Linked DNA regions of Mus musculus: all the other regions are linked to region 1. A link is a contact called in public ChIA-PET, Hi-C, HiChIP or PLAC-seq, Micro-C and promoter capture Hi-C data. All regions are on one chromosome and are shown on one strand. The core of a region is the stretch at or near the end of the contact, and the rest is flanking DNA. Distances in the headings are between cores, read along the strand shown. Region 1 holds the start of Sf3b1 (splicing factor 3b, subunit 1). Region 2 holds the start of Pgap1 (post-GPI attachment to proteins 1). Region 3 has its middle 28 kb from the start of Pgap1. Region 4 has its middle 54 kb from the start of Pgap1. Region 5 overlaps Ankrd44 (ankyrin repeat domain 44). Region 6 holds the start of Boll (boule homolog, RNA binding protein). Region 7 overlaps Ankrd44 (ankyrin repeat domain 44).

The links. Promoter capture Hi-C pulls out the DNA fragments that hold promoters and counts their contacts. Hi-C and Micro-C count contacts between places; a contact is called where the count stands out from the background. ChIA-PET counts read pairs in DNA pulled down with a chosen protein or histone mark. HiChIP or PLAC-seq counts read pairs in DNA pulled down with a chosen protein or histone mark.
Region 2: a promoter capture Hi-C map of second pharyngeal arch cranial neural crest shows a contact between it and region 1. The contact joins the promoter of Pgap1 here to the promoter of Sf3b1 in region 1. A contact is called at or near these places in 7 of 39 promoter capture datasets (cranial neural crest, frontonasal cranial neural crest, hippocampal neurons and 4 more), 1 of 15 datasets of contacts at CTCF or cohesin (the NIH/3T3 cell line), 5 of 484 Hi-C or Micro-C datasets (bone marrow-derived macrophages, embryonic stem cells, nephron progenitors and 2 more), 13 of 115 datasets of contacts at active chromatin or transcription factors (astrocytes, bone marrow-derived macrophages, effector CD8 T cells and 9 more) and 4 of 9 other capture datasets (adipose tissue, liver, macrophages and 1 more).
Region 3: a Hi-C map of B cells shows a contact between it and region 1, with 23 read pairs. The contact joins the enhancer-like site here to the promoter of Sf3b1 in region 1. A contact is called at or near these places in 1 of 39 promoter capture datasets (cranial neural crest), 1 of 484 Hi-C or Micro-C datasets (B cells) and 5 of 115 datasets of contacts at active chromatin or transcription factors (the 230-238 cell line, effector CD8 T cells, embryonic basal ganglia and 2 more).
Region 4: a contact with region 1 is called in an HNF4G HiChIP or PLAC-seq map of pancreatic cancer cells. The contact joins the enhancer-like site here to the promoter of Sf3b1 in region 1. A contact is called at or near these places in 2 of 39 promoter capture datasets (cranial neural crest and embryonic stem cells) and 3 of 115 datasets of contacts at active chromatin or transcription factors (bone marrow-derived macrophages, large pre-B cells and pancreatic cancer cells).
Region 5: an RNA polymerase II ChIA-PET map of effector CD8 T cells shows a contact between it and region 1, with 52 read pairs. The contact joins the enhancer-like site here to the promoter of Sf3b1 in region 1. A contact is called at or near these places in 6 of 39 promoter capture datasets (the C10 cell line, cranial neural crest, frontonasal cranial neural crest and 3 more), 1 of 15 datasets of contacts at CTCF or cohesin (large pre-B cells), 2 of 484 Hi-C or Micro-C datasets (CD8 T cells and bone marrow-derived macrophages), 25 of 115 datasets of contacts at active chromatin or transcription factors (CD4 T cells, CD8 T cells, the HPC-7 cell line and 19 more) and 5 of 9 other capture datasets (adipose tissue, embryonic stem cells, liver and 2 more).
Region 6: a Micro-C map of embryonic stem cells shows a contact between it and region 1, with 4 times the contacts expected there. The contact joins the promoter of Boll here to the promoter of Sf3b1 in region 1. A contact is called at or near these places in 2 of 39 promoter capture datasets (embryonic stem cells and neural stem cells), 1 of 484 Hi-C or Micro-C datasets (embryonic stem cells) and 1 of 9 other capture datasets (liver).
Region 7: a contact with region 1 is called in an H3K27ac HiChIP or PLAC-seq map of acute myeloid leukemia, with 2.2 times the contacts expected there. The contact joins the enhancer-like site here to the promoter of Sf3b1 in region 1. A contact is called at or near these places in 2 of 39 promoter capture datasets (cranial neural crest and second pharyngeal arch cranial neural crest), 1 of 484 Hi-C or Micro-C datasets (bone marrow-derived macrophages), 7 of 115 datasets of contacts at active chromatin or transcription factors (CD8 T cells, acute myeloid leukemia, bone marrow-derived macrophages and 4 more) and 3 of 9 other capture datasets (adipose tissue, liver and pancreatic islet).

Annotation. Positions count from the first base shown.
Region 1 is chr1:55,025,584-55,029,253 of GRCm38.p6, forward strand. Sf3b1 (splicing factor 3b, subunit 1) reads right to left here and starts at 1,895. Exons shown (of 25, transcript NM_031179.2): 1 at 1,756-1,895. The coding sequence starts at 1,783.
Region 2 is chr1:54,555,638-54,559,307 of GRCm38.p6, forward strand. Pgap1 (post-GPI attachment to proteins 1) reads right to left here and starts at 2,047. Exons shown (of 27, transcript NM_001163314.2): 1 at 1,797-2,047. The coding sequence starts at 1,943.
Region 3 is chr1:54,583,689-54,587,358 of GRCm38.p6, forward strand. No RefSeq gene overlaps it. Among named protein-coding and RNA genes, the nearest start is that of Pgap1, 28 kb to the left of the region's middle. Within about 2 kb of position 1,548, at least 146 of the 459 cell types and tissues checked have an H3K27ac peak or open chromatin away from gene starts, as enhancers often do. A contact at or near this core is called in the 230-238 cell line, B cells, effector CD8 T cells and 1 more, where this site is marked.
Region 4 is chr1:54,610,133-54,613,802 of GRCm38.p6, forward strand. No RefSeq gene overlaps it. Among named protein-coding and RNA genes, the nearest start is that of Pgap1, 54 kb to the left of the region's middle. Within about 2 kb of position 1,954, at least 15 of the 459 cell types and tissues checked have an H3K27ac peak or open chromatin away from gene starts, as enhancers often do. A contact at or near this core is called in pancreatic cancer cells, where this site is marked.
Region 5 is chr1:54,659,050-54,662,719 of GRCm38.p6, forward strand. It overlaps Ankrd44 (ankyrin repeat domain 44), which reads right to left. Exons shown (of 28, transcript NM_001081433.3): 20 at 3,605-3,670; 21 at 1,952-2,168. Among named protein-coding and RNA genes, the nearest start is that of 4930444A19Rik, 21 kb to the right of the region's middle. Within about 2 kb of position 1,817, at least 28 of the 459 cell types and tissues checked have an H3K27ac peak or open chromatin away from gene starts, as enhancers often do. A contact at or near this core is called in CD8 T cells, effector CD8 T cells, memory CD8 T cells and 1 more, where this site is marked.
Region 6 is chr1:55,361,698-55,365,367 of GRCm38.p6, forward strand. It overlaps Boll (boule homolog, RNA binding protein), which reads right to left and starts at 2,056. Exons shown (of 11, transcript NM_001368767.1): 1 at 1,602-2,056. The coding sequence starts at 1,622.
Region 7 is chr1:54,708,851-54,712,520 of GRCm38.p6, forward strand. The region is part of intron 16 of Ankrd44 (ankyrin repeat domain 44); the gene reads right to left. The region is part of intron 1 of 4930444A19Rik (a long non-coding RNA gene); the gene reads left to right. Among named protein-coding and RNA genes, the nearest start is that of 4930444A19Rik, 29 kb to the left of the region's middle. Within about 2 kb of position 1,886, at least 12 of the 459 cell types and tissues checked have an H3K27ac peak or open chromatin away from gene starts, as enhancers often do. A contact at or near this core is called in acute myeloid leukemia, where this site is marked.

The sequences.
Region 1 (3,670 bases), core at 645-3,144:
CTGGTTCCCCACAATGGAAAACAATTAAAATAAATAACCTACCACTGACTGAACAAAACAGCGACACGATTCAATTTCCTAATTATTTTACAAACAATATCTGAAGTAGTCTAAAGATAAATAATGAGGCCAAAAACATTTCTGGCTTTAAAAAGTGTTGGGCTAGGGGCTGGACTGCTCTTCCAGAGGTCCTCAGTTCAATTCAATTACAGATGGCTCACAACCATCTGTAATAGGATCTGACGCCCTCTTCTGGTGTGTCTGAAGACAGTGACAGAGTGTATTCACATAAATCTTTTTTTTTAAAAAAAGTGTTGGGCTAACCAGGCACAGGCCTTTTACCCAGCACTTGGGAAGCAGAGGCAGGAGGATGAGTTTCTTTGAAGTGGGACCCAGTCTCCTCTATTCAGGAAGTTTCAGGGCAACCGGAATTACATAGTAAGACTATCTCAAAAAAGAAAACAAAAACATGTGTTGTACTTTCATGTTTAAAGACAAAAGACTAGTTAATGCAGGGACATTTCTGGCTTTCAAAAGTGTTAGTATTTTCAGTTCCTCAAATGTCCCAGCTATTGGTCCTAAACCATCTCTTTAGATTCGCATCGGAATTCCCTCCTTACACCCTCCTCTATCCTACCACAGCGACACTCACTGCATGGTACAAGATGTTCCCTCCGGCTCAGACATCCTCCCCTAATTTAAAACTGATTGATCCTTTTTTATCAGCGCCGCGTCACCACCTCCCAAAAATAACTAAGCATAAATTAATGGCTCCGTTACCCAGCTTCTCAGAAAGTACTGGCTTTACTTCTCTGTACACATTCCTTTGATTTTCTAAGAGAATATTCACACATCTGCTTCCACATCAAACTGTCAAATTTCTGACATCCTTAGCTTGTTACCTCTCTCTAACACCGAGACACACACTTAGAAAGGACGGGTTTAGTGACTTAGTGTCAGCGTAAATTTTGGCTTCTTAACCGGGAGCCAAGAAACAGGGATTCTGTCTCTCAGACTCAAATTCCTTCCCGTCTTCTCTGGTTACTTTCCTTATGGAATCTGGTTGCTTCTCAACATGTTTCTAGCTCTGTTTACTCTTGTGCAGCATAAAATAAGCGACTACCCAGAAAACTTTGGCAACTGGTCAAATCTGCCTTTCCTTCTCTCTTCCTCCTGATTCTCCAACACCTAGCTCTCAAAGGGAAAAAGATAGAACACCAGGACACAAGTGATTAAAGGAGTAAACTACCAGATTTTCTGCCGGAATCATTTAGTGCAAGCACCACAACACGATCCAGCCGCCTTGGAGATGCCTGTATCGCGAAGGCTGGGATTGGCAGGCCTGCGCTGAAGCGGCCTCCGTTAGGAGCGGCCCGAAAGCGGCTGCCGTCATTCAGGGCTTTCCAGGTACGAACTGCCGACGATAGCGCCCGGGGGGCGAGAAAGTCGGCCTCCCACGTCCGCCTCCCCGCTCCCTCCCCGGGAGTCCCCCGGGGCAAGCCGCTCGAGCGAGGCTCTCCGGTCAGAACAAGAGAACTCGGAAGCACCAACAGCCAGCGCGGAACAAAGCGCCGGTCCCGGAGTGCGAGAGGACGCCATTACGCGGGCAGCGGCCTGCGCCGACGAGCCGAGCAGGCCTCGCCGCGCGGCCTCGGTCGAGACCAGAGATGCCACGCGAAGACGCAGAAAGCCAGGAGAGAGGGCCGCGGCTGGCTGGCTGCCGAGGTCGCGCGTGGGAAGGGAAAGGCCGCTTACCTTCGTGAGTCTTGGCGATCTTCGCCATTTTGTCCACTCGAACACACAGACGGAACTGGCGCTCCCAAGGACTTCCGCTCGCCGCCGCCAGAAACAGAGGCCGCTCTCTGAGCGTGCGCACCCGGGAGCGCGCGCCGCACTGTAGCACGTACTTCAACTGCCACCTATATGAGACTGCGAGGGGCATTATGGGAGTGGGCGGGGCCAGGGCGGGCTCCCGGCGGCTTCCTTAAAAAGCCAGCGAAACCGCGGGGAAGACTAAACGCGGAAGAGGATGGCTACTTCCCAAGAGGGCTGTAGCCTGTCCGGCCAGTGGTGGGTAACGTGCCGTTAATTCAAGCACTCGGAAGAGAAGAGGCAGTTCGAGGCCAGCCTGGTCTACAAAGAGAGTTCCCGAAGCCAGGGCTGTACAGACAAAGCCTGTCTTTAATAAAACCAAAGGAGCCTGGCAGTGGTGGCGCACCCCTTTAATCCCAGCACTTGGGAGGCAGCGGCAGGCAGATTCTGAGTTCGAGGCCAGCCTGGTCTACAGAGTGAGTTCCAGAACAGCCAAGGCTACACAGAGAAACCCTGTCTCGAAAAAAACAAAAATAAAAAGTAGAGAGAGAGAGAGATTAAATTACACAAAATAGAATTTAGCCAAAGGAACACTGCCTCCAAGACACCCAAAAAATAAACAGTATGCTAGCCAGGCCTGTTAGAAATAAAGTTTATGATGCCTAAGATGTTAATGTTGGTTCACCAGTATTGACCAGCCATTAGATACGGTAGAATACTTCTCTTAACAGGCAGCTCAAGGGAATAGTATAGGGTCACAAGCAATGTTAAGTCCTGATCTACAATAAAGCCCAGTTCTTTTCTTGAGAGAAACATAATTCTGCCAAATGGGTAAGATGACCCCAGGTAACAACTATTTGAAAAAGTACAACACTGGTGCACTTAAAATAATTCTGGCAATAACTGATGCCTAAATGACCAGGCAAATAGGAGTGACCTATTGACCAGATTTTCAGCCTTCTGTCTCTGTTTAAGTTGTACTAAATGTAACCCAGGGTTGGGACCTAAATTACAAATTTGAGGATAACCTCATATTTGGAGAAAATAAGCCTAAGGTGTCTCTAAGTTATCAAAATGTATTCAAGGCTGGCCCTACCGAGCATTAGCCAGAGCCAGCTGTGCCAGACCTTTTTCCTTTATTATCCTCCAAATGTGCAGGATGCTTTCTCACTGGGAAGGCTTATCATTTCTATAACAGATTCAAAGGAGCATTTGCTGCATTTGTGGTAATTGTAGAAGCTAAATACTTCCTGGAGTTCCAGAGTAATGATAAACATCACTAAAAGATCACCCAGAATTGTCTTGTGAATCCTCTTTTATAAAAATAAGATTTTTTCATGCTGGGCGTGGTGGCGCACGCCTTTAATCCCAGCACTCAGGAGGCAGAGGCAGGCGGATTTCTGAGTTCAAGGCCAGCCTGTTCTACAAAGTGAGTTCCACAGGGCTACACAGAGAAACCCTGTCTCAAAAAACAAAAACAAAACAAAAAAGATTTTTCTCACCACAGCCTACTTGTCTGTATGTTTGTTCCTGAAAGAATACTAATATGGTTCAGGACAGGAAGGAGAGTATTAAAATGAGTCCGAGACGGCTCCCTTAGGCTCCTTATTTGGGGAGGTTGTGCAGCCTTGCAGAAAGAGGAAGTACATCGCTGGAGACAAGATTAGAGTTCCTCGCCTCAGTCTACTTTCAGTTTGCTCTCTCTGCCGTATGTCTGCGGCTGAAGATGACCTCTCAGCTTCTTGTTCCCACCAACCTGCCCGCACACCCACAGACACACTTTGGGAAAGACCATTCTCACACTGTGATAGCAGAGTCAAGAGACTAGTAAGAGCAGAGCAGGAAAAAAAAAAGAGCA
Region 2 (3,670 bases), core at 797-3,296, 470 kb before region 1:
TAGTACAGCTTTACTCATAAGAAAGCCACTTGGCTCTTAAAAATCTCAATATTTATTCAAAAGGGCTCATTTCTATAGGTAGGCCTTAATTCTGTTTGTAAAATAACATAATTCATTCAAAGTCTGCTAAAAATGTGTACTAAAACTTCCACCACTATGATTATTACTGTGCACACAAATTATTAAGTGTCAAACTCCAAAACAGCAATTTGTACCAAAATAACTACATACCGACAAAAAAAGCCCACTAGCTCTTTTGTCTCAATGACACTAATTTTCTCTTTCTAGTCAATTTCATGAGGCACAAGGCCCATCTGTGAGATCCATATGCTTTGTTCTGAACATGGAGGCAATTTCTACTACTGCAAATATTAAAACAGACCAAATAATTGTGGGAAATCTAAAAATAAATGGAAACTATTGTTCCAAAATGATTTTATTGTAACCACTGAATACAGTACTACACTAAAGCGACCTGCTTCAATATTACCGAGTTTTCAAATTATTAAATCATAGGCAATGAAAGAGAACTAAAATAAACTCTATTTTCAGTTTTTAAAAAAACCCTAAAGTTCTTATTTTTAACTATTAAGATTCTAATGAACATAAGCCAACATCATATCAGTTCATTAGCTTTGGAATTAACACTAACTTGTTAAAAATCTCCAAAAGCATCTGAAATGCAGTGTTCACTTTCCCTCATAACCACTGATGCAAAATCAAGGTAGGAACTCATCTACTAGAAAATATCCATGGGAAAGGATGCTTGCTCCTCAGCAACTTAAACTTCAGTTTTTAAATGTAAATAAGAGAGCATCAAACAGGCTCCCTCTATAAGGACCTGTACACAGACTCAATCCTGATTTTCATTCTTTATCGACAGAAAAAAAAATCTGCTATGATCCTAAAAGTATACTAAGAATGCACCTTATCAAAATGTATTATGCATATTTTATAGGAGTTATTATAATAGATATTCCAAAATTTAGATTCATTTAGAAATCTCAAGAAAAATATCACCAAAGGGAATTTCTCCTGACAGCTGTGTAATTTGTTATCATCTCTTTCTACTGCTGGTCATGAATGAAATTTTAGATTCTACTACGCGGAACAAATGAAGCAATTAATGAAAGCATTCAAATTAGAACAGAGGAGGTGGGGGGGGGCGATGAAAGAGGAGGCAGATCCTGTTAAACCCAGTGAGAAGACAAAATAACACCAGAATGTACATGCAACCGATTATAACAGATATCGTAATCGATTATGCAGGTCACTGACTGTTCAGAGGCATGCGAAAACACAGGTACGCACACTCACACACCCACGGACTCAAAACCTACAGAACAGGTGGATCGGCAAAATTCTCCACCGGAGGAAAACTAGATAGTTTTCAGTTTAATTATTAATCAGGCCAGTCTGTCACTTCACCCAGAGGTAAAACCTCAGAGCCTCTTTTTTAAATCAGCTTTGGCAACTCTGCAAGACGCTGCTTCTTTCCAGAAAAGCGAAATCTGACGCACGCCCATCACTGGGCGCGAAGAGAAATCATCTCCTTGCAAGCAAAGGAGGGTCCGGGAAGTATAAGGATTGGGGAGAGGGACCAGAGCTGGCTCTCTGGCGGTCAGAAGTCGGGGTCCGGAGTCTGGGTGGGGGACGAGGGGTCGCGGAGGCGAGGATGCCCTGCCCAGCACGAAGCAGGAGACTTCGAGTGCCAGGAGAGCTCCGAGTCGGAGCGTTCCATCTGAGCCCGAGAGAAGCCCGGGAGGTGTGGGCGCGCAGGTAAGGGAGGGCCGTACCTGGTACTCGGGGTACTCGAACATGTAGCTCATGCTGCACTTGTTTTCCTCGAAGCCGAAGAAGACATCCCACAGCCCCAGGGTCGCCAGAAACACCATGAAGACATAGAACGCCAGATTCCAGAGGTTGACTGAGTGGAGAAACATGGTGCAGACGAGCGCCTCTACACCAGGAGAAGCTCGGCAGCCTAGACAGAGCGAGGGAAAGACTCCGGTGCCAAGCCGTGCCCAGCTGAGCAGCGCGCGCCTGCGCGGAGCCCGCCAGCACCCCCTCCCCTTCGCCTGCCGCTCAGCGCGCCTGCGCAACTGCGAGCAGCCGGCCCGCGGTGCCGCCCACGGAGGAGGGGGCTGTGGGCGTTTGCAGCGTGAGCGAGATTGTGTGCCTAAAAAATGGAATGAGAAAGCGGAGTGGGCTGGGCTGGAGGGCATGGAGAGAAAAGGGAGGGGGCGAGAGGGGCGGGGGGACGGGGAGTGGAGGAAGAAAGGGAGAGGGGGATGGGAGCGCGGGATCCCAGAGGCAGGAGAGGGAATGGCCGGGTGGGTACCGCAGGAATTGGCCAGGGGCAAGGATAACGCCCTAGAGTCCAGAGACTGTTAGAGATTCAGAGCTAACTGGCCAAGAGAGGCGGCACATCAAAGGCGTGTCAGGTGGCTGTCACGCACACCTTCCCCTGCAACAGTTTCAAACCCCATCCTGTTCAATTTTGAACCATCTCGGGCCTCCGCAATTTCGCTTCAAGGACCAACTAGCTTGATTCCAGAAGAGACAAATGGCTTTCCCCCTTCCTCTTAGACCACCGACTTGGGCCCTGTAGGTAGTAACAACACCTGCTCATTGAAACAAAACACACGACAGTCAAAGGAAATCCTGTTCTTGGTGGAAGCCTTAATCAGACGAAGTCTAAAAAAAAAAAAAACAATATAAAAATACCTACCAACATGATGTTCCCAGTTGGTACCTGCAGGACCAGGTCGGCACTGACTTGAGGTGCTCTCCAAGTCCCCCATGTCTCTGGGGACTGGTTCCACAATGACGTTAGAAGAGAATTTTGCTCAAGCTTCCACTCTTTCTCATAACTTAGTTCATTTTGAAGAATTTCCATTTGTCTTTACACAAAGGAAGGGGTTTTAAAAAAGCAAATTAAACCCATTGATAATACTTGTAACAGCTTCGAAACGCTGAAATGTTATGAGGTGTCAGCCCTTAAAGCTAACCAGACAGCAGATGAGTTTTGTGTGTGTGTGTGTGTGTGTGTGTGTGTGTGCGTGTGTGTGTGCACGTGCGTGCGTGCTGCTAACTTCAGAATTTTACTTAGAATGATCTTTGGCACTGACTCAATTTTATTTTATTAGATTAATTTTCTAGCAAATATTTTGAGGAAAGCTGGATAGGATGCATGAAATCAAAGAATTTCAAGACCGAAAAGGAAGCTAATTGTTTATCTTATACAAAACCCTGCTATTCACATCAAGAAGCTACAATCCAAAGGTAAAAGGGTAACAATTTTTTTAACCCTAGACAGAAACACTTGGATATCTAAGCAAATACACCTAGCTACAAGATACGGACTATTTGTAAAGAGAGGACTGGGAAAATGGACTGGTGAGCTGCTTTGAGGTATGGAGGTAGATTTGGAAGGGCCAGGAAAGTCTGGGTAATACTGAGTAGCAGGGCAATAGTTAGCTAATAAGCATTTAAGGCATACCATGTATGTTTTGGATGTTGTGGTGTGCCCCTTGGTATAGGAGTTATTTGTCCTATGCTGTGATGATACCCTGGGACAAACAACTTAAGGAAAGGTTTGTTTTGGCTCACAATTCCAACATATCGTCCATTGTGGCAGGGTATTTATGGCAGCAGAGCCTGAGGCAGC
Region 3 (3,670 bases), core at 298-2,797, 440 kb before region 1:
CAGCCCTGTCTGTTCTGCTTTGTTCTTGGCCCCAGGTCGGGGGCTCATAGACAACTCTTTTACATGAATCACAAGATACAAAATCTCATTTTCTTTCACCCCCACAGTTACCTGGCAACAGCCAGGTATGCTCCTCCCCCAATGGCCTGGCCCACTATAAAAGGGCCTGCTTGCCCCCTCTTCTCTCTCTTACTCTTACTCTTGCCTCTCTCTCTGGCCTCTTGTCCTCTTGCTCTCCCTCTCTCCCTCTCTCCCTCTCTCCCCCTTCTCTTCTCCCCTCCATGTGGTCATGGCTGGCCTCTACCTCTCTTCTCTTCTCTTCTCTTCTCTTCTCTTCTCTTCTCTTCTCTTCTCTTCTCTTCTCTTCTCTTCTCTTCTTCTCTTCTCTTCTCTTCTCTTCTCTTCTCTTCCCCCCCCCCTCTCTCTCTCCCTTTTTCTGCCTCTACTATCCTCTTAACTTCCCTCCCCATGCCCTTAATAAACTCTATTCTATACTATACCATCATGTGGCTGGTCCCTCAGGGGTAAGGAATGCCTCAGCATGGGCCCACTGAGACATCCCCTTTCCCCACACCTCACCACACCTAGCTAGAACATATCCTTATATCTCTTTCTTTCTTTCTCTCTCTTTCTTTCTTTCTTTCTTCCTTCCTTCCTTCCTTCCTTCCTTTCTTTCTTTCTTTCTTTCTTTCTTTCTTTCTTTCTTTCTTTCTTTCTTTCTTTCTTTCTTTTATAATCACAACAATTTTGAACTCAACACACCAAAGGCCCAAAGCAGCTGTCTTGAGCATTTCAGTTTGGTGGCTGTTTGTACAGCTAGCTGTGTGACTGGTTTTTCTTTCTGCTACTGAAAGGCCTGCTTCAGAACTTAGAGCTGCCATTGTGCATCTGAAAGCTTCGTGGCTCAATCCCTGCCTGCTGCCAAAGTTCTGTTTGAAAGCCTCCTAGAAGTAAAATTCTTAGAGATTCATATTGTGGCACATTGCAAAAGGCAACACTTAAAGAAGGTGTGCACCCAGGTCACTGGCTCTGCTCTTAAGATCCTGAATTCAATGAGTCACACACACACACACACACACACACACACACACACACACACAACAAGCTCCAACAGCTCCCTTCTGGAGGCTCTGTATGACTAATAACCATTTGTCCCTAGAGGAGAGGAGCTAGCCTGATTTTTCAATCTGTTATTTCTTTTTCTGCATCTTGTGGGTGGATCACATGATAGAGACTTTAGGCAAGCAGGTATGTACAGGTAGGTGGCCGTATCTGCTAGCTCTGTTCCAGGAGTTCCAACAGCTGTGCTTATTCTGATGACTAGCTAGAAGAACAGGGGTGGATCCCTCCCTCCTTTCTTGTTCACAAAATCAGTGCTGAGATGAATCCCTTTAAACAGTGAAGAGAACAGCAGGTGTTGTATCCTGAAGAGGTAACAAGTTGTCTCAGCTGAGGAAAGAAAAGCTAAGAGGAGCAGACCTCAACAGTTAGAGACACCGTGTCTGAAAGGAAGAAAAGAAAGAAGTTAAGCCTAAAGAACAAAGCAAAAATAAGTGCAGAGCCACAGGACCTGGGGGGCTGGCCTAGTGCTGATAGGGAAGTGGGCTAGACACACCTCAAAGGCTCCCTGCACCAGCCTGTTACTCTTCCTCACCAATATCTCCTTTTCTAATCTAAGTTCCCCAAGTTGACCACAGTTGGGAGGTCTAAAAGTATTACAAAAGTATTTTACATTACAACAGCCCAAGGACAGAAGGAAGAAGTGGCCCAAGTGAGCAGGCTGTGTTTTTCCACGTGAATTTATTCTGAGTGGGGTGAACGCCCAGGAGAGGCAGGCACCTGAACGTTCACATCGACGCACGCACACACAGGAAGGAAATTCTGACCCGTTCTACATGCTTGATCCCTAATGAGATGCAAAGTGGAAAAAACCCAGAAAGGACAAACACTTCCTGTTGAGGTACACAGGGTGGTTGTATTTATGAGACAAAAAAGCATTGTGTCCAAGCAACGAAGAGCTGTAAAATTAACATATGAAAGAAGCCAGTTGCTAAGAAAGACTGGAGGCCCTTCCCCACCTGGGCGCTGCTGCTGCTGCATGTTGTTGTTGTTGTTCTCCTCATCCTCCTTTTTTTTCTTTTCTCTTCCTTTTTATTGATTCCCTGGGAACCCACACATCTTGTACTCTAATCCCATTCATTTCCTTATCCCTTTGTATCTGCCCTCCACTCTTGCAACCTCACCCCACCAATCAATAAGCAGGGGAGAGAGAGAGAGAGAGAGAGAGAGAGAGAGAGAGAGAGAGAGAGAGAGAGAGAGAGAGAGAGAGAGAGAATGAATCATGGAAGCTGTAGTGTATCACATCTTTACTGGCAAATGTTCATTGCAGTGAGTCGCTGGGCTTCTTGCAGAAAGAAGCAGAACAAGCAGTAGAAAAATCCCAGTGAGACACAGACCTAGGAGAGGTGGCTACTATAAAGCTTCCTGAGCCTCCTGTGTGGATGCCTTTCTTCCACCTCACTACCCTCTCCCATTCTAGAGAGTCTTTCTCTATAAACCATTCCTATTTCTGTTTTCCTTAATAAACGTTATATAAAAAAACATTCCTTTCAACCTTTAAAACGTCAGCAGGGGACTCAGCTGCATTTCTATAGCAGTAGATTGTGATTCTGGGGGGCACTGGGGGGGAGGGAAAAGAGTTATTGCTTAACGGGTTCAGAGTTTCAGTTCTAGTTTCAGTTCTAGTGAGGAGAGATATACAGATGGAAGGCTGGGACCGTTGCACAACTGGGTATATATTAAATATCACTGACCTGTACACTAAAAACATGATAAAAGTGATGGAATTTTTGGTATAAATATTTTACCACAAGATTTTAAGCATGAGTGACGGCCTTGGGAAGATCATTTCTTTTTTTGTTTGTTTGTTTGTTTTTTGTTTTTCGAGACAGGGTTTCTCTGTATAGCCCTGGCTGCCCTGGAACTCACTCTGTAGACCAGGCTGACCTCGAACTCAGAAATCCGCCTGCCTCTGACTCCCAAGTGCTGGGATTAAAGGCGTGCGCCACCACGCCCAGCGGGAAGATAATTTCTTATACTGGCTACACACACATGCATTATATGTGATCCCTCTAGGCACTTTCACTGAGAAATCCAATGATTCTTGATTGTAGGAAAGAAAAGTATATTAAGAAGGTATGTTTTAATTTTTAGGAATTGCTTTTAATGGCAGTATCTTCCTTTTCATGCTGCCAAGAAGTTAATCTTTTTTTTTTTAAACAAAAATGACATTTTCCTGAGAAGTAATTAATCCCACTATGAGAATGAGCAGGAAAGAAAAGACATTGGGACAATGTGTCATGCAGAGCACAGTATGCTCGGGGGGGGGGGGGGAAGGACAAGGGACAAAAACAGAAGTTGTGTAAAACTGGAGGCATAAAAAACTGGTTACAATAACTGTCTGCTGCAGAAATTCTTGAGTCTTCAGCAGCAAGGACTCCAAACTCAACAGTCATCTGCCAACAGATGAGCTCAAGAGAAGCAGAGCAAGGCTAAGAGGGGACTGGGCATAGGCCACGACCAACCCTGACCTGGGAGACTGGGTGTAGGCCACGGCCATCCCTGACCTGGGGGTGCGATAGCTGGAGGAGAGCTGCACTACGGCCAGATG
Region 4 (3,670 bases), core at 704-3,203, 420 kb before region 1:
AGAATTTTGTTTTTACGTTTTACTTTTTTATACACTATGTGTCAAGATGGGGAAAATGTACACATGTATGCACACATGGGTGTACAACGAGTACACATCCAGGTACATGTGTGTGTACACATGTGCACACACAGGTCAACCCCAGATGGTATCCCTCAGGAGCCATCTACCTTGTCTTTAAGCATGTATGTGTACATGTGTGCATGTGTGTTATGTATGTGTGTGTGCATATATGTACATACAAGTGTGCATATGCATGTGTATGCATGTGTATGCATTTGTGTGTCTATGTGTGAGTGTGTGCATGCATGCTCATGTGTGTGTGAGTGTGTGTGTGTGTGTGAGTGTGTGTGTATGTGTGTGTGTGTGTGTGTGTGTGTGTGTGTGTGTAAGAGAGAGGGGGGTGGGGAGAGTCTGAGGAGTAAATGTATTCTCTCCCTCTCCCTTATGTAGTTTCAGGGATTGACTAGGCCATCAGGCTTCTGGGGCAAGCACCTTTACCTGCCGAGCTTTCTCACCACCTTGGACTTTTTGTTTTTCAAAACAGGGTTTCATTCTATAGCCCTTGCTGTCCTGGAACTCACTCTGTAGACCTCAAACTCACAAATATCTACCTGCCTCTGCCTCCTGAGTGCTGGGACTAAAGATGTATACCATTATGCCCTGCAAGATAGGAAATTTTTAAAATTAAAATAGTAAGCCTCAAAATGATGATACAAAATTAACCCATATACATAGTAATGCAACATACACACACACATATGCATATATATATGTATACACACACACACACACACACACACACACACACACACACACACATATATATATATATATATCTCCACATATAGTTACATTTACACACATTCTCACAAATATCTATCTTTCCTGTCAGTCAAGACACTCTGAACTATGCTATGCTCCAAAATTCTCTGCAATATCTATCTTTCCTGTCAGTCAAGACACTCTGAACTATGCTATGCTCCAAAATTCTCTGCTGCTTACAACCACAGAGTTTTTTCACCATCATATGTCCTGTTAATCCCTAGCCAGCACATGCCTGCAGGTCTCATGGCTACTCCAGGACCTATGTGGATAACCTGGACTCCATCTTAAGGCAAGATTCCATGCTTGTTGAATCGGATAAAGAACATGAGGACCTCTGAGATGTCTCTGAGTAGGTTCAGAAGGATGTTCGAGGCCACCAAGCAAAAACCATTACTGCATATCTCCTTTCTATATCTAAAACTGTTCACGAGAGAGGGAGAAAGTGGTTAGATGGCTCAGTGGTTAAGAGCAGTGGCTGGTCTTCAGGAGACCCAGGTTTGATTCCCATATGGTGGCTGACAACTGTCTCTAACTCTAGTGTCAGGGGCTGTGACACTCTTTTCTGGCCTATGCAGAAAATGTACATGTAAACACCCATACATACAAGAATAAAAGCAAGCAAATCTAAAACGGAAGAGAGAGAGTCATGGGAAAAAATAATTCATGCCACTCTTCTAGTGGTGTGGTGACAAGATTATAATATTTTTTACATTGGCTTTTCAGTAGTTCTCAATTTTATTTTGCTTATGTCTTTTTTTTTTAACTTTTAAAATAACTCTTTAAAATACTGTAGGACTGTAGTGATGAAGCTGCCCCTAGCATTCCCCCTTCCTACTCCCAGTTCCAGTTCCTACCCCAGAAGTAGCCACTGAGTAAAGTTTGCTGCAGTCTTTCAGGATTATTTTTATGTATGCAACCATCAGCATATTCATGAATATTCATAAACTCTTAAGAGAGAAAAATAAAAAGCAGCATATAAATTAATCAATATACATATGATTTTAATACAGTAATTTCTCATAAAGAATGCATAATTCATCCATAGCAGCTCACTGTGTTAGCAGTGTTCCTCTATCTCATTCACACTGTTCTTCTTCCTGTCTTTCAAGTTTTTCCGGCTTCTGCAGGGTGTAGTCATTGACCTTTCACTTCACAGCTGCGCATCATGTGTTCATGACTCGGGGGCCCTGGCTACATTAGCTACTTTTCTCCTTGCAGTGTCAACATGCGGGGCAAAAGAAATATAAGGAGGGAACTGTTTTCGGCTCACAGTTTGTAGGTACAGCCCATTATTATGGGTAAGCCACGATGCAGGCGCTAAGGCAGCTGGTCACGTCGCATACAGCCATGAAGGGAGCAGCGACAAATGCCGATGCTGATTTCTATTTATTCAGAACCCCATGGTATGGCGACACCAGATTTAAAGTGGGCCTACTCATCTCAATGAACTCACTGACATTTGGCTCCTTGGTAATTGTAGTTCCTGTTAAGTTGGCAATAAATATTAACGGTCATATTGGCCCTGTCTGGGAGCAAGGCCACGAGACTTTGACTTTCTTGAGGAGGTTCAATCTGCTCCGCCTCTTCACATTCCAGGTGTTTAAGGCGCCAGCCCAGCAGCTCAGCCTCTGGGTGTATGTAAGTGTGGGCTGACTTCAGGCTAAGGATGTGAAGTCTAAGCTCATTACTGAGAGAAGCCTGGAATAATGATTCTTGTGGTGGTCTGTGGGAGTCTATATGGTTTACAGAGCGGGTCAATATTGTTATCTTGATTAGAAAGTAATAAAGGAACCTGCTTATTTTACACCAGAAGTTTATAAGCAGAGTGTGCGAACAAATCAGAATATTGATTGCCAACAGGAGAAACTGGATGCGGTTTGTATGAGGTTCCCTGTGACCGTGGTGGTTTGTTTCTGGATCTACAGCTATTCTGAAAGTAACTTTTAAAAGCAATGCTTATTATATCCTGTTATTTATTCAAAGTTACAGTTTCCCCATCAAAGGTGAAGTCTCAAGACTCTACATAGGAAATTCAAATATCTAACCCTCTGGTAAACACATAGAAAGAGCAGAAATAACCAGAAGAGCGATTGATTGGAATGTTAGCATTCCTTCTAGGTTCCACCCCATGGTTACCTGGCAACAGCCAGGTATGCCTGACTCACTATAAAAGGGGCAACTTGCCCCCTCCTCTCTCTCTTGTTCTCTTGCTTTCTTGCTCTCTTCCCTCTCTGCCCCTTCTCTCCTCGTCCCCCGCCCCCTACATGTTCATAGCTGGCCTCCTCTCTCTCTCTCTCTCTCTCTCTCTCTCTCTCTCTCTCTCTCTCTCTCTCTCTCTCCCTTTCTGTCTCTACTACTCTCTCAATTCCCCTCCCCATGCCCTAAATAAACTATATTCCATACTATATCTGTCATATGGCTAGTACCTCAGCATGGGCCCGCAGAGGCATCCCCATCTTCTGCACCATTCTGCACCTATACCAAACATATCCCTGGCTTCCTTTTCTTTTTTGTAAAACACAACAAGAATACATAGCAATAGGTGGACATTCCTTCTGGGAGCTAGCCAAGTAGGAGAATTTAGATCTAGATGTTGAGCTTCTATAGCGTTTGTTATATCCAGGGACAACCAAAGGAGACACCAAGCGTGATTATAGCACCGTCTGGTACAGAACAGTCAGGATAACAAAGAGACATGGAGTGTGATTATAGTGCTGCCTCAGACACAACAGTCAGGGCAACAATCTTGGAACAGGCAGAATGACAGTTTTCAAAGTATGTTTCATAGCATGGGATTTGGTTTCAGGTGATAAAGTATTGCATTCAAATAAAGTTTGAGAAA
Region 5 (3,670 bases), core at 567-3,066, 370 kb before region 1:
AAACTTTGGTCATGGTGGTTTGTTGTTTGTTTGTTGTTGTCTTGTTTGATTTGGTTTGGTTTTAATTCCCCATTAAGTGTTGAGTTCAATGTTTGTTCTCTGTAGAATAAAACAAAACGCTAAAATGTTATTAACTATGCTCACAGGTGTTCTGAGATATAATGAAGAAATCAAACAGTGAATGCCATATGGCCTGGTGGGGAGAGAGAAAGAAGCCGAACCCCAGGGAGAGGATGCAGTCTGTGTGACCAGCCTGTGTCTGCCCTCAGATTCAGCACCCTTCCACACCCTTTCCTTTCCTGTTGTGGTTTCTCCCTTGCCAGAGAGAGCTCACAAGTTGCAGGTTAAAATATTATTTTAGGTAAAAAATTTACAGCTGGCCAATGGTAGGATAAGAGCAAAAATAAGTTTTTATTAAGGCAGAACCAATGAATGCGAAGACTAATGAAAACACAGGTAGTTTTAACTCAATGTAATTGAGCACAGAAACTCTTCCCAGAAAACATAATCACAATTTCCAAACTAAAAATCCTAGTGGAACTGAAATGCAAATATAAAGTTGCAGAAGTAGAGTTAGAAATATTCATATGAGATATCCATTCTCTTAGGGGGTAAGAGGTCTTCGTAAGGCTGATTATGGAGATACCACAAAATAGATTCAACCACACAAAACTTCAAAACATTTGCATGGCAAAAGGCATTCAAAACAAGGAACAGAGACACTCCCAACACACAATACAGAAGAGCCACATAGCCAAGGCACCCTGCTCTTACAGATGCAAGGGAAGAGGTAAGCGGTTCACCATGAGAAAGCAGGCATGGGTGAAAGGCCACATTCAGAAAGGGAACTATAGCCAATAAATTATATTATGAGATGCAAACTTAACCAAGAAAAAGTTACCAAAAATAAAGAAATACAATCACACTGGGCTGGCAAAGTTGTAGCAAAAATACTTTTATCACATTAGGGCAACCTTTTGTACAAAATATTATTCCTTAAAATTCTAAAAACATGCCTTTTATTTAAAAAATTCACTTCTGGATATTTAATGAGATTTTCATGTTATAATATGAATATGCACTGCTACAGTGTTTATGGTAGGAAAGAAACCCTAAAATTAACCTAAAAGTCCATCAGAGGGGGATCGGGTTGAATAAGCAAGTTCTAAGGAATGTGCATGCACGTGAATGTATGTGTGTGAGTGTGCATGCAGGTGTGCATGTGTGTAGCTATCAGTATATTACTATTAAAACTATGTATTGTGCATATGGTATCTAAGGATAGCCTGCAGTAGGATTTTAAGGGAGCACTAAGAAAAAAGGAAGAAAACTATGGGATGAGACTTGTGGTATAATTCCACTTAAAGAATATGCATATTTTTTATTTATAATCTCAGAGGAAAAATTATGAGACATGCATACAATTAGCACACATTTCTCTTTTGTTCCAAATAACTGAGATAAAAAATTTGAATATTCCAAGTAGCACACACAACAAAGCAAATGTGGAATGTGGATATTAAAAAAAAATACCAAAATCTAAACTACACATCTACTAGCGTTTATGAGTGACTCTACTGTATGTGAACTATACTGTATGCTGTTTTGTTTTTACCGTCATTGTTTTAATACTTCATGTGGTTCCTGGTTATCTGGTGCAGATCAGAAACTCTGATTACAGTTGCTCAAGTCCATTGGCGACTCTGATGAGGTGTCACAGGAAGAGGGAAACAAACTAAACCTTACTCAGCATCATGACAGCCACAGGGGTGGGGATGAGGGATGTTTAAAACAACATAAGACAGACACCAGTGTCTGGGTGCAGACACCAGTAACCACAGCATACAGCAGTGTTCTCACCTCCACTGAGGTCACAGAGGTGCGAGGCTAGAAAGTCTAGTATATGACATTCTACTCAGATGACATTCGACTCAGATGACATTCGACTCACCATTGTAACACGCCCAGTGCAGTGGCGTGTATCCCTGGTTGTCTTTGAGACAGCAGTCTTCTTCAGAAAGGGCAATCTGGAGCAATTCATTCAGCCATGTGGCGTGGCCCCGAGCAGCCGCATAGTGCAAGGGTGTCCTCCCTCTGGAATCTTTACAGAGGATTGATGCTTCTTGTTCCAGCAGCATTTGCACACATTCCTCATGTCCTGTCATAATCTGGCATGTTGCAATTAAAATGCAAGACAAAGCTCAGTTGTCTGGGGATAGAATTGTTGAGAGTAGAAGGCTTCCCCCACCTGGCCTAAGAGGTAGGAGGCAGAACAACCCTAGCAAAAATCCTTACCAGAAAAGCCCAGGAGAAGTATTTTGGAGCTCTCTCTCCAAACATAACTACGGATGGTATCATGATACCTTAGAAAATACTAGCTTCAGAATCAAGGAGGAATATGTTAAATCCTGGTTGTCCACCCCTGTCAGACACAAGTGAGTCGGCCTTTCTCTGACTCAGTATACTCACTATGAGAAGGCAGAGAAACAATGACCTCAGAGGTTGCCCAGTACTAAAGAGACAACACACTTACATTGTGCAGCGGGCACGGGGATGCATTCTGGGAATATCTCAGAGAGTCTGTACACAATGCTAGAAAGCACAGCCTATTCCCCTCTTAGGCTGCCCAAGAGAGCTGTTAAGCCTAAGCTAACATGCACAACACATTACCCTAATGGACATCATGGGGTCACAAGGGTTTGTGTATCTAAACAGCAAAGGTGCAGTAAAAGTTACACAAGAAAGGAATCGTCTTCAGCTCCATTCTAACCGTATGAGATCACTGCTGTATGCACAGGCTATCACTGACAGACATATATATGTGATGTCCCCTAGACTGCTGCATGGCCCAAAAGAAGTGCAAAGAAACCAGAACTGTGATTATGTTGATAATCATGGAAAATACTTTTAGTCACCAGCTAGGGTGCTTACATCACTTCTACATAGCAATTTTATAATTTTTACCTTTGTCTAGTTAGCCTATTTTTTTTTGTCCTTCAAAAATTAAATCAGCAGATGTGTAAAAAGACTTGGCCACAGGACACATAGATTGTCATCGTTTGCTGCTCCAAGCAACAGATATAGTGTGAATGTTCAACACCACTGAATTCATTCTGGCAGCTGCACACATGAGTATTATAAATTCTGCATACAAAATTATACAGAAGAATATTTTACGCCACGGAGAACGGTCCTTTATCTATACTAAGAAAAAGAGAGGCCACGGTGTGTGTCTGCGCATGCTCGTGCATATGTGTATTAAATGTGATTATCTCCAGGAAGTATGATTGCTGGTGATTTTGATTTTCTTTTTCTGTATGTAAAAAATTCACTTTGCAAATTTTCTACACTTTGCATTTTGTAATCAGAAAGGAGAGCGAACCCCTCCAACAGTAGGTATCACAGTCCAACACAAACTCCTAAGAGCAGGGCCAAACTGTAGCTTTCATTTGTGTCATTGTATAAAATTCTGTAATTTTGTTTTGACTGTGAAGCTAATTGGATATATTATGAAACATCTTTTCCCCTAAAGCTTCACACAGAGAACACTGAAGCAAGCTCATTGAGGAGGTAACCTAACTGAAGCAGAGGAAGATGGACATACCCCTCTATGTAAAGCCGTGCATCCCACTATGTCGACCGCATCTACGTTTGCTTCCTTTTCAAGTAA
Region 6 (3,670 bases), core at 806-3,305, 340 kb after region 1:
TTTCTAGTATAGAATTTGTTAAATAATGATGTCTTCACAAAATTCTGTAAAAACAAAGGAGTTCAATGGAAGTACTAGTTTGTTTTCAAGTTTAAGTAAGAAGACTCCATTTTCCTGTGAGAGGTGGATGAAATCAGTCCCAAGTGAAGAGACCTCAAACACTGAGAAAATGATTTTAAAACAACCAAATCACTTCAGTCCCTGTTTTTAAGGCTCCAGTGTGGATGTTATGGCTTTCTTTCTTATTTTCTAAGATACCACATATATACCTGTAATATATTACTATGCTGTAATATTCATGAAGACAGGATGCTTGCCTATTTTTTTTTTAACTCACTGCGACATGCAAAACAGAAACATCGCATAGCAAGTGTTCAGTGCCTATCTATCTGTTGACTGTATAAACCAGGTTTCAGGAGAGACCTGCTTGGTACTTGGTCAACATTTGGGTAAGGACCGAAGTATCAGTAACATTCTAGAACCCATTTTATGGTTAGAGGCAACAAGGCTCTGACAGAGGTAACATCAAGTTCCTTCGAGGTTAGCACTGAATTTGAGGAGAGGGAACCTCCCACTGTCAACCATTTGAAAGCATGGAGCTAGGAGGCTGCCTGCTCCAGGATCCTTAGTCTGGACCCTCTGCTTCCCCGTAAAGCTCGACCACCAACGAGTTTCTTAAGATGCTCTTCCAAGGTAACATGGCCCTAGTGCCGTCTCCTCTGAGGCTTAACCTCGACCTCGAGATGGATCATCTTTGCAAAGACAAAGGAAGAGGTGGGCTAACCGTCGCAGTCACCGCCTCGGTGCTCCTTCCCCTCGGAGGCCAGCAGGCTGAGGCGATGGGGCAAATGGCCGGATTGACAACGTCCTCGGGTTCTCTCGGGTCATCGTGGACCGGGACACCGACACGAGGGTCTCCCCCCTCCCCACCAAAGTGCGGGAGGGAAAAGAAGGCCAGCCAGCGAGAAATTTTGTCAGGCAAACCCGCCAGCAGCGGTGGCGGGAACCCTCAACGGCACCTACCACGCGCTGGCCGCCTCGTGCAAGGCGGGGCCGCGGCCTTGCGTGGGCGCATGCTGATTGGCTGGCGGCCGGGCACGGGGCGGGGCGCGGCACGTTACCAGGCTGCACTGGGAGGGCGGGGGCGGTGGGGGCCCCTAGGCCCCAGCCGGGCCCAGGCCTGACAGGGCAGCGCGCGTAGCTCAGGCCTTCCCGGGCTCAGGCCTTGCCCCGGGTCGGGGCGTCGACGACGGCCGCGCAACTCGTGCCCGCGAGAACGTGTCCTGAAAAGGGCGAGCCGTCGAGGGCGCCGCCGTCCGGGCGGGAACACTTGAGGGCGGCCGCTCGCTAGGCATGTTTGGCCGATGGCCGTTTCCCCCGAGCTGCCCGTCCGCCCCACCGAGGGCCAGCGCCGCCTCCCCCACCCCCAGCGCCCCTTCTCACACAGCCCGAGGGGCCGCTCTCCTCAGCGGGGCTGCCCGCTGCCCTCCCGCGGCGCGTTCCTTCCCAACCCCACAGCAAGGCTTTCGACTCCAAAGTCCACTCTTTCCAGCCCGTCCGAAGCCGGGCCGCGCAGAGTCCGGCCGGCCCTCAGCACTCACCGCCCGGGACTCGGTCTCCATCTTTCTAATCTCCGGAGTTCGCGGGAAGCTCAAGTTGGAAGGCGCGTTCGCAGGAAGCGAGCCGGCGCGTCTCCCGTCGGGGACTCGCTCCCCCTGGCGGCGACGGCGGCGGCTGCAGTGGCGCAGTCTCCGAGCCGGGCGAGCTGCCCTGTGGGGGCGGGGGAGGCGGGCTGCGCGGCGGCGGTGGCGGTGGCGCTGTGCGCAAGTCCCGGGGCCGCCGGGGCGGCGGCACGGACGGCGCGCACCGCGACTGCCAGCGGCGGCAGGACGGACGGCTGGACGGACGGACGCGAGCACTGCGAGCGGAGGGGAACGCGCCGCGGAAGGCAAGAGCGGCGAGCCTTCCCTGCCCTGGAGGGCCGACCTCTAGGGTCTACTACAGAGAGTGGCCTCTGGGGACTTCCGAAAGCTGGCTCGAAGACAGGAAGACAAGTTCCCACGTGCAAACTCTGCTCCCCCTTCCGGGCGCCACACACAGAAGCAGCGGACGCCTCTGCTCTCAGCACCTGTCGCTGTCGCTGTCACTCATCCCTGCCAGGGAGGGCGGGGCAGCGCAGTTCAGGCCCCTGGTAGGCTAGCTGCCCTGCGCTCCTGGCTAATAATGCATATTTCATCTCAGCACTTGGGAGGCAGAGTAGGAGGATTTCTGAGTTCAGGGTCAGCTTGGTCTATATACCGAGTTCAAGGATAGTTAGTTTAAGGGCTACACAGTGAGACCTTGTCTCCCTCCCTCCCTCCCTCCCTCCCTCCCTCCCTCCCTCCCTCCCTCTCTCCCTCCCACCCCCACTCTCCCATAAAAGAACAAACAAGCAAATAAAATAAAAGTAGGAGAGAGCCTAAGGGAAGGGAACCAGCTTCATTAGACTTGGCCCCATAGCTTTGGGAACTCCGTTCAAAGACTCCTTTGCAAGGACTTTTTAAAAAGTGCCTGAGAGCCTACCTTCTCTCTTAAGTAGTATGTAATTTCTGTTAGATAAATTCATGTAATAAGGACTGTCATTATTATAAGCAACTATCCATCATACACATATCTTGTTTCCGGTGCAGTGCTTTATGGTCATTTCTACTGTAAATAGGTGGCTAAATACTTGGGTCAAAGTCTAAAGCTGTAGCTTTAACCCTAGCGCTCTGCAACCCCGATTCTTCATCTCAATGGGCTGGCTTTTAAGGGCTTTAAGCCATCAGATCAGTATCAGCAACTGTAAAAAGTTACATAACTTGTCCTCAGAGTAAGCAGCAACAATATTAATGTTAATATGTCCAAAGGTTAGTTATCAAGAATAAATATCCAAAAGCTTAGTTATTTACCAAAAATAAGATGGGAAACAATTTTTGTTAATTGTAGAAGCATCCTAGCAGTTGGAATACTTTTCTGCATACAATTTAAACTCATTTTCTCAGGTTTGAGTTTCTGTGGAAAAGGAATAATACACAGATGTGTATTCAGATTTAAGTACATATTCTAGAATTGATTTTTGGGCATTCTATCCCTCCAGTTGTAACTAAGGATTTGATTATTATTTGATTAGTGCTCTTTTCTTCTGAAGTCTTTTTCTTTCCTACTAGAATAGTTACTTTTGAAGGGAGCATCTTCTAAAAAGGCCACTTGTCACAGGAAATACTTGGTCTGACATAATGAACAAACTTGAGGGAACAGTGACTGTGTTAGGGAAGATAGCTACACTCCTCAGTTCAGCTCCTCTTTTACTTCTTATCCAAAAGGAACTTAAAAAATACTTGGCTGAATCACACAAAATTATATTGGATCAACTTAGTAGACAGTACAGTTCTTATGCTCATAATGGGATATGCTGCTGGAAGGCAAAGTTCAGACATTAGTCCTTGTTGCCAAAATATTTAAACTCAACTGGGGTCTCTTCTCCAACTATGATCATTCAGTTCCCAGATAAAAGACGAAAACTCTTTACATTTATGACAAACCTTATATACTAGAGCTGGGCAGTTACTAATACCCTCTACGGTATTAGTATCCACTTCCCTATCAAATATCCCAAGTTATAGCTTGCCATGTTTCATTTGGATAGCTC
Region 7 (3,670 bases), core at 636-3,135, 320 kb before region 1:
CACACAGTGAACTGATAATTACAAAGTACTAAATTTCTACTACCTTACAGGTGTGTACGTATGTATAAGTTTGTGTTTGTGAGTATGTATGTATGTTTGCATGCATGTGCATGTAGAACAGTTGCTCTCTCCCTGTAGTACAGCATTACTAACTACAGTCACTGTGCTGTTGTAAATCAGCATTACTAACTAGAGTCACTGTGCTGTTGTAATACAGCATTACTAACTAGAGTCACTGTGCTGTTGTAATACAGCATTACTAACTACAGTCACTGTGCTGTTGTAATTCAGCATTACTAACTACAGTCACTGTGCTGTTGTAATTCAGCATTACTAACTACAGTCACTGGGCTGTTGTAATACAGCATTACTAACTACAGTCACTGGGCTGTTGTAATACAGCATTACTAACTACAGTCACTGGGCTGTTGTAATACAGCATTACTAACTACAGTCACTGTGCTGTTGTAATTCAGCATTACTAACTACAGTCACTGGGCTGTTGTAATTCAGCATTACTAACTACAGTCACTGGGCTGTTGTAATTCAGCATTACTAACTACAGTCACTGTGCTGTTGTAATACAGCATTACTAACTACAGTCACTGGGCTGTTGTAATTCAGCATTACTAACTACAGTCACTGGGCTGTTGTAATACAGCATTACTAACTACAGTCACTGTGCTGTTGTAATTCAGCATTACTAACTACAGTCACTGGGCTGTTGTAATACAGCATTACTAACTACAGTCACTGTGCTGTTGTAATTCAGCATTACTAACTACAGTCACTGGGATGTTGTAATTCAGCATTACTAATTACAGTCACTGTGCTGTTGTAATACAGCATTACTAACTACAGTCACTGTGCTGTTGTAATTCAGCATTACTAACTACAGTCACTGTGCTGTTGTAATTCAGCATTACTAACTACAGTCACTGGGCTGTTGAACAGATACTCAGAATCCTGCATAACTCTAACTGTGCAGTCACTGTGACAAGCAGGACTTCCTTAAAAAGCTGAATAATATTACATGGCAGTCTGTGTGTGTGTGTGTGTGTGTGTGTGTGTGTGTGTGTGTGTGTGTATGTATATGTATATATATGTATGTATATGTATATATGTATATATGGTTATATGTAGTTTTATATATTTTATAGAATATATATTTTACACACACACAAACACACACACACACACACACACACACACACACACACATACATATATAACTGTTTGCAAAACTTGGCTACCCTGAATAACAGTTCCATGAACACACAAATCTCTCAGAAATACTGATTTTATTTTCTTTGAATGTATACCCAGGAGAGGGATTGACACAATAGGAGAGTTCTATTCAACTTGCTTTCTCCTATTCAAAATAACCTAAGCTCCACTTAACAGCTAAGGCAAGATATGGGGCCTCACGGAAGTGAAGTAAATGCTTACAGACCTTGGAATTGGATATTTCTCCTCAGGTCAGGAAAAAAAAAAGCCATGAACTCATGAACTTTCAAGCTCAGCATCCCACCCCATCCTGACTCGCCAAGCTCCATAGACTCAGGTTAAGTTGTCATGTGTGTGGTGTTGTCATGTGTGTGGTGAGGGGTAGGGAGAGCAGTATTGGGACCAAACAGTGGCCCTGCAGGAGGTAGTTTAGTGTAAATTCTACACATTGGCACAGATATTGGCAGCCTCTGCCCTGCCATGGGTTAGCAGTGCAAGGAACGAGTTTTTCTGGACATCTATGACCAAAGAACTTTTGAAATGCAGATGGTAACTGAACATACTGCCACCAGAAAGCATGGAAAGGGAGGAAGGAAATAGCAGCCATGTTGTGCTTGGGGAAAAAAATGTATAGACCACATGGCAGCATGCCAAAGCTCTTTGGCAGGAGCTGGATCAGAGGCAAGCAGAACAAAAATGGAAGGGGTGGAGCCAGATAAAGAGCCAGGGGTAGCTATTACAATTCTATTTTTATCCTGTGAAGAACTTAAGAGATGTGGACACTATTTTGAACCAATATTTATGTAGAATGGTTTTATCTTTCAAACTAGTTCCTGATTTCTTTGAAAGTTATGCCCATGAGTAACCTGTGTCAACCACAGATCTCAATACATTCCTCTAAGTCATCTCCATCTTTTGGAAAGTGGAAAGCAGCTACTATAAGGTGGCTAACATAAAAGAAACCACACCTTAGAAGAAGCTCAATTTTCATCAACTATAGAAAAAAAAAAAAAAAGACAGTGGTAAGGGCCTCTCTGTCTGTCTAGAGGACAAGCTTCCTGGACCAGGGGCCAGTGTATTCTGATGGCATAGGAGAGGGCCTTGAGTAAGAGGGGTCCACTGAGGTCACCACATCAGAATCCATCAACTTGAACTTGCTTCCTTTGGGTCCCATTCCATAGTGAGGAAGGAGACTTCTTAATCATCTAACTGGCTCCACCTGCCAGAGCAGATGAGCATGAGTCCCCAGACTTTTCACTGCAAGTTTATAAAGGATGCTCTTATAAGATGTTGATGATTTATAATGAAGACTAACACAATTTAAAAATGTATAAAAGCTGAAAGTACACCCTGACCTCCAACTTCACTGAAGGCTGGTTCTAAGTATAGTCAGTCCCCATTACACAGGAAATCTTGATCAAACATCATTATAATTACTGTATTCCTTCACTGAAGAGTGAATGATACTTGATGTGCTCCTATGACATGATTTCTTTGTTCTATATCAATGAGAGCAAGAGAAGAATGTACAAACTTTAAAAGGGAGGGATCTTAAATAATATGTTGAGTGTGAAATACATTGTTGTTCAAATGTGAAAGGTCCTCACCGGCCCATGGATTTGTACACTTGGTTCCAACTGATAGCACTGTTTTTAGAATGTTGTGTAACTTTCCAGGGCTATTCAGTTGATGGTCTGTGGTTTGTGAGAGAATACATGCATTTGATTTGCATGACGCTGCAACATGATGTTGTCATCTACAAAGTTCATGGTTAAAAAACGTGCATTCAAGTTACTCCATTCCAAGAATCAAATGTTTTTAAGATTATGATTTTGTGTTGGGATGGGTTGATAGTTATCCTGGGCCACATACAGCCTTGTAGGCTCTTGGTTGGATATCCTGAGGAATGAAGCCTCCCTGAAGGGACTGGGTCACATCTTATGGTTTTATAACCCAATCCTACTCCTAGTCCATTTTGTGACATTGACACAATGTGATAAGTCATTCCTTTTCCTGGGGCCATCCCTTTCTTACCACAATGAACTATATCCCTTCTCAAATCATGAACCCAAATAAAACCTTTCTTTCTTACATTGCCTTTGTCAAGATTTTGACAGAGCTATGAGAAAAGTAACAAATACACTCAAGCAGGCCACTATCCTTGAATGGTTTCTATCCTTCCTGGGATGTTTTCCTGACATCGGCTGATGGGGCAAGCCCCAACCAGGCTGCTGTCTTGTCTCACTGAGTGCTGCCTAATGGGTTTTAAGTAAGGAGGTATGGTGTTTTGAATGAGAATGGCCCTCATAGGCTCAGGTATTTGAATGTTTGGTTCCTAGTTGGTGGAACTGCTTGGGAAGGATTAGATGGTATGGCTTTGTTGGAGAAGGTTTTCACTAGGTGTGGGCTTTGAGGTTTCAGAAGTTCATGCTATTCCTAGTTA